Linked DNA regions of Mus musculus: region 1 is linked to region 2. Evidence: chromatin contacts called from public promoter capture Hi-C data. All regions are on one chromosome and are shown on one strand. The core of a region is the stretch at or near the end of the contact, and the rest is flanking DNA. Distances in the headings are between cores, read along the strand shown.

Region 1 (2,700 bases), core at 64-2,563, 170 kb before region 2:
TTTTTTACTTGTGTAACCTCATCTACCAAGCAGGGACTGGGCTAGTGCTGTAAAGCGTTAATAAGTTCTAGATGTAAAGACTTGGTACATAGTCATGTTGAGAAAGGTAGTTCTTGGTGCTTCTCCTCTTCTTCTGCTGGATGCCAAGAAGGAAGACTCCTGGCTCGTTATCTCCAGGTTATTTCTCCGGTTGGGGGGTTGTGTTAATATGTCACTTTGGGAGATGAAGTAATGTCCCCCTCAGGACAAAGAGCAAGTCTACTGTATTCCTTTGTACAGAATGGCAACCTTTCCAAGTTGTGTGTCTTAGGCTCTGATACCTTAGGGGAACATCACTCATCAGAGCTCTTTATCTACATGGTGCTTGGTGGGGAAGAACTGAGAATACCTGAGGAGGCTGATACTGTTTCCTTTGTCTTTGCTTTGTGGAATCTTGTGTATTCTACAACATCTACTAAACAGGAATGGATTAACTAGTGACCTTATCAGTAGGGGGAAATCAAATACCAAAGTGGAGCAGTGATGGCGTAGATTGCTATGTGCATTATTTCTGTCATTACTTGCTGTCACCAGGCACCCAGCTCTATCAAGTTTATATCCTGCCAGATCGCCAAAAACACCAACTGCATGCTTTCTAAGAATTCTCTTGTGCTATTGGAAGAAATGAAATAAACAAGATAAAAGCAACTTCAAAACTCTTGCTAAATTAAAATTATTGACCACTTTAATATCCAGTTCTAAATCATGGAAGCTGTTGTTTTCCTCCACACATGCTTTTTTGTATGTCTGTATATAGCCGTGAAGTTGCAATAACATGGAAAAGAAAGTTGCGCAAAAACAGCTGAGCTTTAAATGCTGTTACATAATTGCTGCTTGACTTTGGTAACACTAAAGTTCCGTATCCTAATACTTGAAATAAGGAACCGAATTCACGATCTGGTTGTATCACTTGATTGCTGGGGCTTTGTCCAACATGAATATACAAATGAATAACCGATTCAAGATTGCAATGAATCACCAACTAGTGGTCGGGCATAATCCCAGCAATCAGGAGGCAGAGGCAGGTGGATCTCTGAGTTTGAGGTCGGCCTGCTTTACAGAGCCAGTTCAGGACAGCAAGGGCTACAAAGGGAAACCCTGTCTCGAAAAAACAAAACAAAAAAAGATTCTCATCATCCAACCAAGGAAACTTAACCAGAGCCCAAAGCCCAATAAACCACAACTCCCAGAAGGCTTTGAGCCCGGATGCGTCATGCACCATTTGCAGAACTACATCTCCCAGGAGGCCCTGCAGCGCCCAACCGTCTGCTTCTCCCGCCTTGCTCCCTTTTCCTCACCCCCTCGCAGCGCGGTGGCCCACTAGCTCCAGCGGTCGGCGGAGCGGGCGCGCGCCGGGGTCGCGCGGCTGCCGGAGGGGGCGGGCGCGCGCCGGAGGAGTGGAGGCGTAGGGGGGCGGGGGACCGCTCGCTTGCTCGCAAGATGGCGGACGAGGACGGGGAAGGTATTCACCCCTCAGCCCCGCACCGGAATGGAGGCGGCGGCGGGGGGTCTGGGCTCCACTGCGCCGGGAACGGTGGCGGGGGAGGCGGCGGCCCGCGGGTCGTGCGCATTGTCAAGTCCGAATCCGGCTACGGCTTCAACGTGCGGGGCCAAGTGAGCGAGGGCGGGCAACTGCGGAGCATCAACGGGGAGCTGTACGCGCCGCTGCAGCATGTGAGCGCCGTGCTGCCCGGGGGGGCGGCCGACCGGGCCGGGGTGCGCAAAGGGGACCGCATCCTGGAGGTGTGAGTATCGCTGCCGCCACGCCCCGTCCTCCTATCCTTCGCCTGTCCTGGCCCCGCACCCTGTCACCCAGGCCGCACCTCTCTTAGCTCGAGAGCCTGCCGCGACCCTCGCCCCCCGCGGGCCTTCGCGGCCCGGCTTGGAGCCTCCTGCTTTCCTGGCGTCTCCAGTTTGTGCTCTCCCTGCTGCTCCCATGCCTTTGGCTGCTCTCAACCCGTTTGCCTTCTTCTATAGCATGCCTCTTTCTGCCCCTTACTGAGGGAGTCTCCTTTCGACCTAGCCAGTACTGTGTCCTCCCCAACTTTTCATCTTTAGCATCATAGTTTCCTGGTCGCTGCCACTCCCCTCAGACCTTGTGGACTGTCCCTTCTGCCCTCTAGACCTGATAGGACCTGTGGTCAGCTCATTTTCCTCTGGAGGCATCATTTCTCCCCACCTTAACCCTCCACCCACTTTCCTTAGTTATTCCCCGTTATGATAAAAGCACACCGACATTTTTGCATCCACCGTTTGGCCTTTTCTCCCCTCTTCTTCTTTGTAGTCACACCATCTCGAGTATACCTTATCACATGCGTTTTTGGGGGAGGGGTTGCAACCTGATTTTCAGGCTAGCTTCTCCATGGCTACATTGCTTTTGAGTACAGCCTTTTCTGGCTCCCCGACTTCCCACGTGCACCACTCCTCACACCTTGGAGTTCGGTTTAATAGTGCTCCTAGCTCCTGCTTCCCTCAGACTGCAGTCGACTTAGGTCTTTGCCCGCTCCGTTTTCCTCCTGCTCTGTGCTATTGCAATCCTACACTTTAAATTTCTCGACGTAGCTTTCCCTTCTCTTTTTAAGGCCCCTTCTGCTGTTGCAACCCACCTTCTGCTGCAGTCTTCCTTCATCGAACTTGTTCAGGCTCACTTGTCACCACCAC
Region 2 (2,854 bases), core at 341-2,840:
CTGTCTGTTATGAGAATGAACTGAAAGTAGTAGTAACAGACCAATAGATATCTAGTGCATGTATCCATAATAGAAAAACCAGAGCATGAATTGGTAGTACAAATACTGAAGACCTAGCAATTGATTTATGGTAAGGTAGAGGGCAAAGTAAAGGAGTTAGTTATAAAGTTTCTGAATGGGACACCTGGTAGATGGTATGCCAGAAAACACTGATTTTTGTGGACGGAGTATATGTCACAGGGTAAATGCCTGTGACGAGGACAGGTTTGCTGGGTGATATCCATTTGAACCAACAGGCAAATCTAACCAGATATTACAAGTAAATTTGTGCTAAGTGTGTTACTAAGGGATAATATCATAAGGGATAGGCTAGTGAACTCAAATCAGGCAAACCAACCAGGATTTTACTTAAAACACCAAAGCGGTCTGAGCCTGGTGTGACAACACATGCATATAACCCCAACAGAGAGGAGGTGGAGACAGAAAGAACTAGAGCCTAAATTCATTCATAACAAGTACAAGGCCACTGTGGGTGACATGAAATCCTGTTTGGGAGTGGTGATGGTAAGGAAGCCAGGTGTCCAATCTCCCAAATACCAGTACCTGAAAGGTGGAGGTAGAAGGATCAGCAGTTTAAGGATGGCTACAGGACAAGTTCTTGACCAGTCTGGGTTAACTACAAGAGATGTCTCAAAAACCAACCAATCAGCTGGAGAGATGGCTAAGCGGTTAAGAGCACTGACTGCTCTACCAGAGGTTCTGAGTTCAACTCCCAGCAACCACATGGTGGCTCACAACCATCTGTAATGGGATCTGACGCCCTCTTCTGGTGTGTCTGAAGACAGCAGCGATGCACTCACATATATAAAATATATAAACCTTAAAAAAACAAAAACAAAAACAAAAACCAACCAACCAACCAACAGGCAAATCTAACCAGATATTACAAGTAAATTTGAGAAAGGAAGATTGATAGACAATCAATCCAATCTAGAGCGTTCTGGTGCTGGCCTGTACTGTACTTCCACCACTTCAGAGGCAAGGGCTGGAGGATTTTGAGTTCAAAACCAGCTGACTGTCACAGGCTCCGCCACTAAAAGAAAACAAAACACCTTGCAACAAAACACCCTGCAGCTACAAACAGTCACTGGACTAAGTTGAGGAAGGTAAAAGGCAAATTAATAAAAGGTCCCTCGTTTCAAAGAGAGCCGGCTTAGGAGTGCTGAGTTGTGGTGAACGTCCTATCAATCCTGGGGGCCTAGCTCCCCGGCCCAGAGCCCCTGATCTGAGTCTGGTTATTAGCTCCCAGCACAGCTGCCCCACGCGGTGATCCGCGAGGGCCTCACTCCTAGCCCCCAAGTGTCCCACGCCTCCCGACCCTCAGTCCCGCGCTTCGGTCTTCCAATTGCCAGGGTCCCTACCGCTCTGCTTCTCCCACACCCCAAACTTCCCTCTCGCGCCCTGCCTTTACCGCTCCTCCAGAGTTGCGCGCTCTGCGCTTCGCCTCGCACCTCACCCCCGCCGCCGCCGCCCTGTCGCTCCCTCAGCGCAGCCGCCTAGCGGGTCGCTTTTCAGCAGCCGCTTGTTCCGCCCCCGCAGCGCATCCTCACCAATCAACGCTCACTTTGAAGTCTGACCAATCGCGCTCCTCCGCCGCAGCCAATCCTTCTGCGGACTGCCGTGAGCGACGTGGCTGGTGCGCGCTCAAGTCCAATTACCCGGATGAAAATCCAAGCCCGCCCACGTCCACAGCCAGTTAGAGCCCGGGGAAGCCGATGCTTTTAATGGAGCTCGCACCTGCTGAGAATTAAACAGCCAATTAGAGGCTTCTGGAGTCCTCGGTCCTCCTCTAGGAGGTTGTGCTGCTTTAAGCCGCGAGGGACTTTGGCGCTCCGAGGGTCGGGGGATTGGGTCACTCGTGGGTGTCCCGAGGCCTACGGAGTCATTCCGCGGCCAGCGGCCTTGGGGGAAGCCACCTCCTGATTGCGGCGCCACTTTATCTGTTAAGAATTTCTGCCTGGATGGACCCCCTACCCCCATCTTAGCCAGGGGACAGGAAAGCAACTATGTTAAAGGAGTGAAATGGGGGCGGGCGCTGCACACGCCACGTGGACCGAAAGTCACCGTGGCCACCACCTGGGTAAGGCAGCTATGGGAGGAGCGCGCCAGCAGGGGCCCCCTGCCTTGCCCCGGGGCCGTGGACCTGTGGAAGGGGGAGGATTTGGCAGGCAGCGGTTTGCTTGAAAAACTGAATTCCAGCCGCCGTCTGGGTCGTTCCCGAACCGTTAGGAACGGTTGGCCCTGCTACCACCTTCACTTTGAGGCGAGGGCACAGTCGCTCCGAGTCTCCAGGAGATGTTTTGTGCTGGCACATGATGAATACTCATTAAACATTTGTTGAGTGAACATAGCTAGCATTGTGTCTGACCCAGATGTCTTTGGGTCAATTTCCTATTATTATTATTATTACCACTACTACTGTTATATGTTGCTATGTTGTCCAGGCTGTTCTCAAATTTTGTTCCCTTAGGCTCTTGAGTAGCTGGGCTTGCAAACATGCTCGCCTTCTAGTCATCCAAAATATATATTTGGGTAAATAATACATGCACTTTCAAGAAGATTCACAAGTAACAAAAGGTTATTGAAGAAAATGTCCCTTCAGAGGCAACCAGTACAACCAGTTTCTTGGGAAATTTTTCATCCCACACTTAAAATACACGTAAATGTATTTTTGCACAGCTGAAAACATGCTATAGATATAATTTTATAACTTCCTTTTTATATATGTTAGTGTTTCAAAGCAACTACCTTTCTGACTCTTAGTTAAATCTCAAGATATGACAGGGATATAGAA

What was found. Promoter capture Hi-C pulls out the DNA fragments that hold promoters and counts their contacts.
Region 1: a contact with region 2 is called in a promoter capture Hi-C map of second pharyngeal arch cranial neural crest. The contact joins the promoter of Snx27 here to the promoter of Tdrkh in region 2. A contact is called at or near these places in 16 of 39 promoter capture datasets (the 3T3-L1 cell line, 3T3-L1-derived adipocytes, the C10 cell line and 10 more), 2 of 484 Hi-C or Micro-C datasets (CD4 T cells and regulatory T cells), 2 of 115 datasets of contacts at active chromatin or transcription factors (memory CD8 T cells and pancreatic cancer cells) and 3 of 9 other capture datasets (adipose tissue, liver and pancreatic islet).

Annotation. Positions count from the first base shown.
Region 1 is chr3:94,581,329-94,584,028 of GRCm38.p6, reverse strand. It overlaps Snx27 (sorting nexin family member 27), which reads left to right and starts at 1,313. Exons shown (of 12, transcript NM_001082484.2): 1 at 1,313-1,784. The coding sequence starts at 1,480.
Region 2 is chr3:94,411,980-94,414,833 of GRCm38.p6, reverse strand. Tdrkh (tudor and KH domain containing protein) reads right to left here and starts at 1,590. Exons shown (of 14, transcript NM_001357711.1): 1 at 1,472-1,590. 1700040D17Rik (RIKEN cDNA 1700040D17 gene) reads left to right here and starts at 1,879. Exons shown (of 2, transcript NR_152121.1): 1 at 1,879-2,140.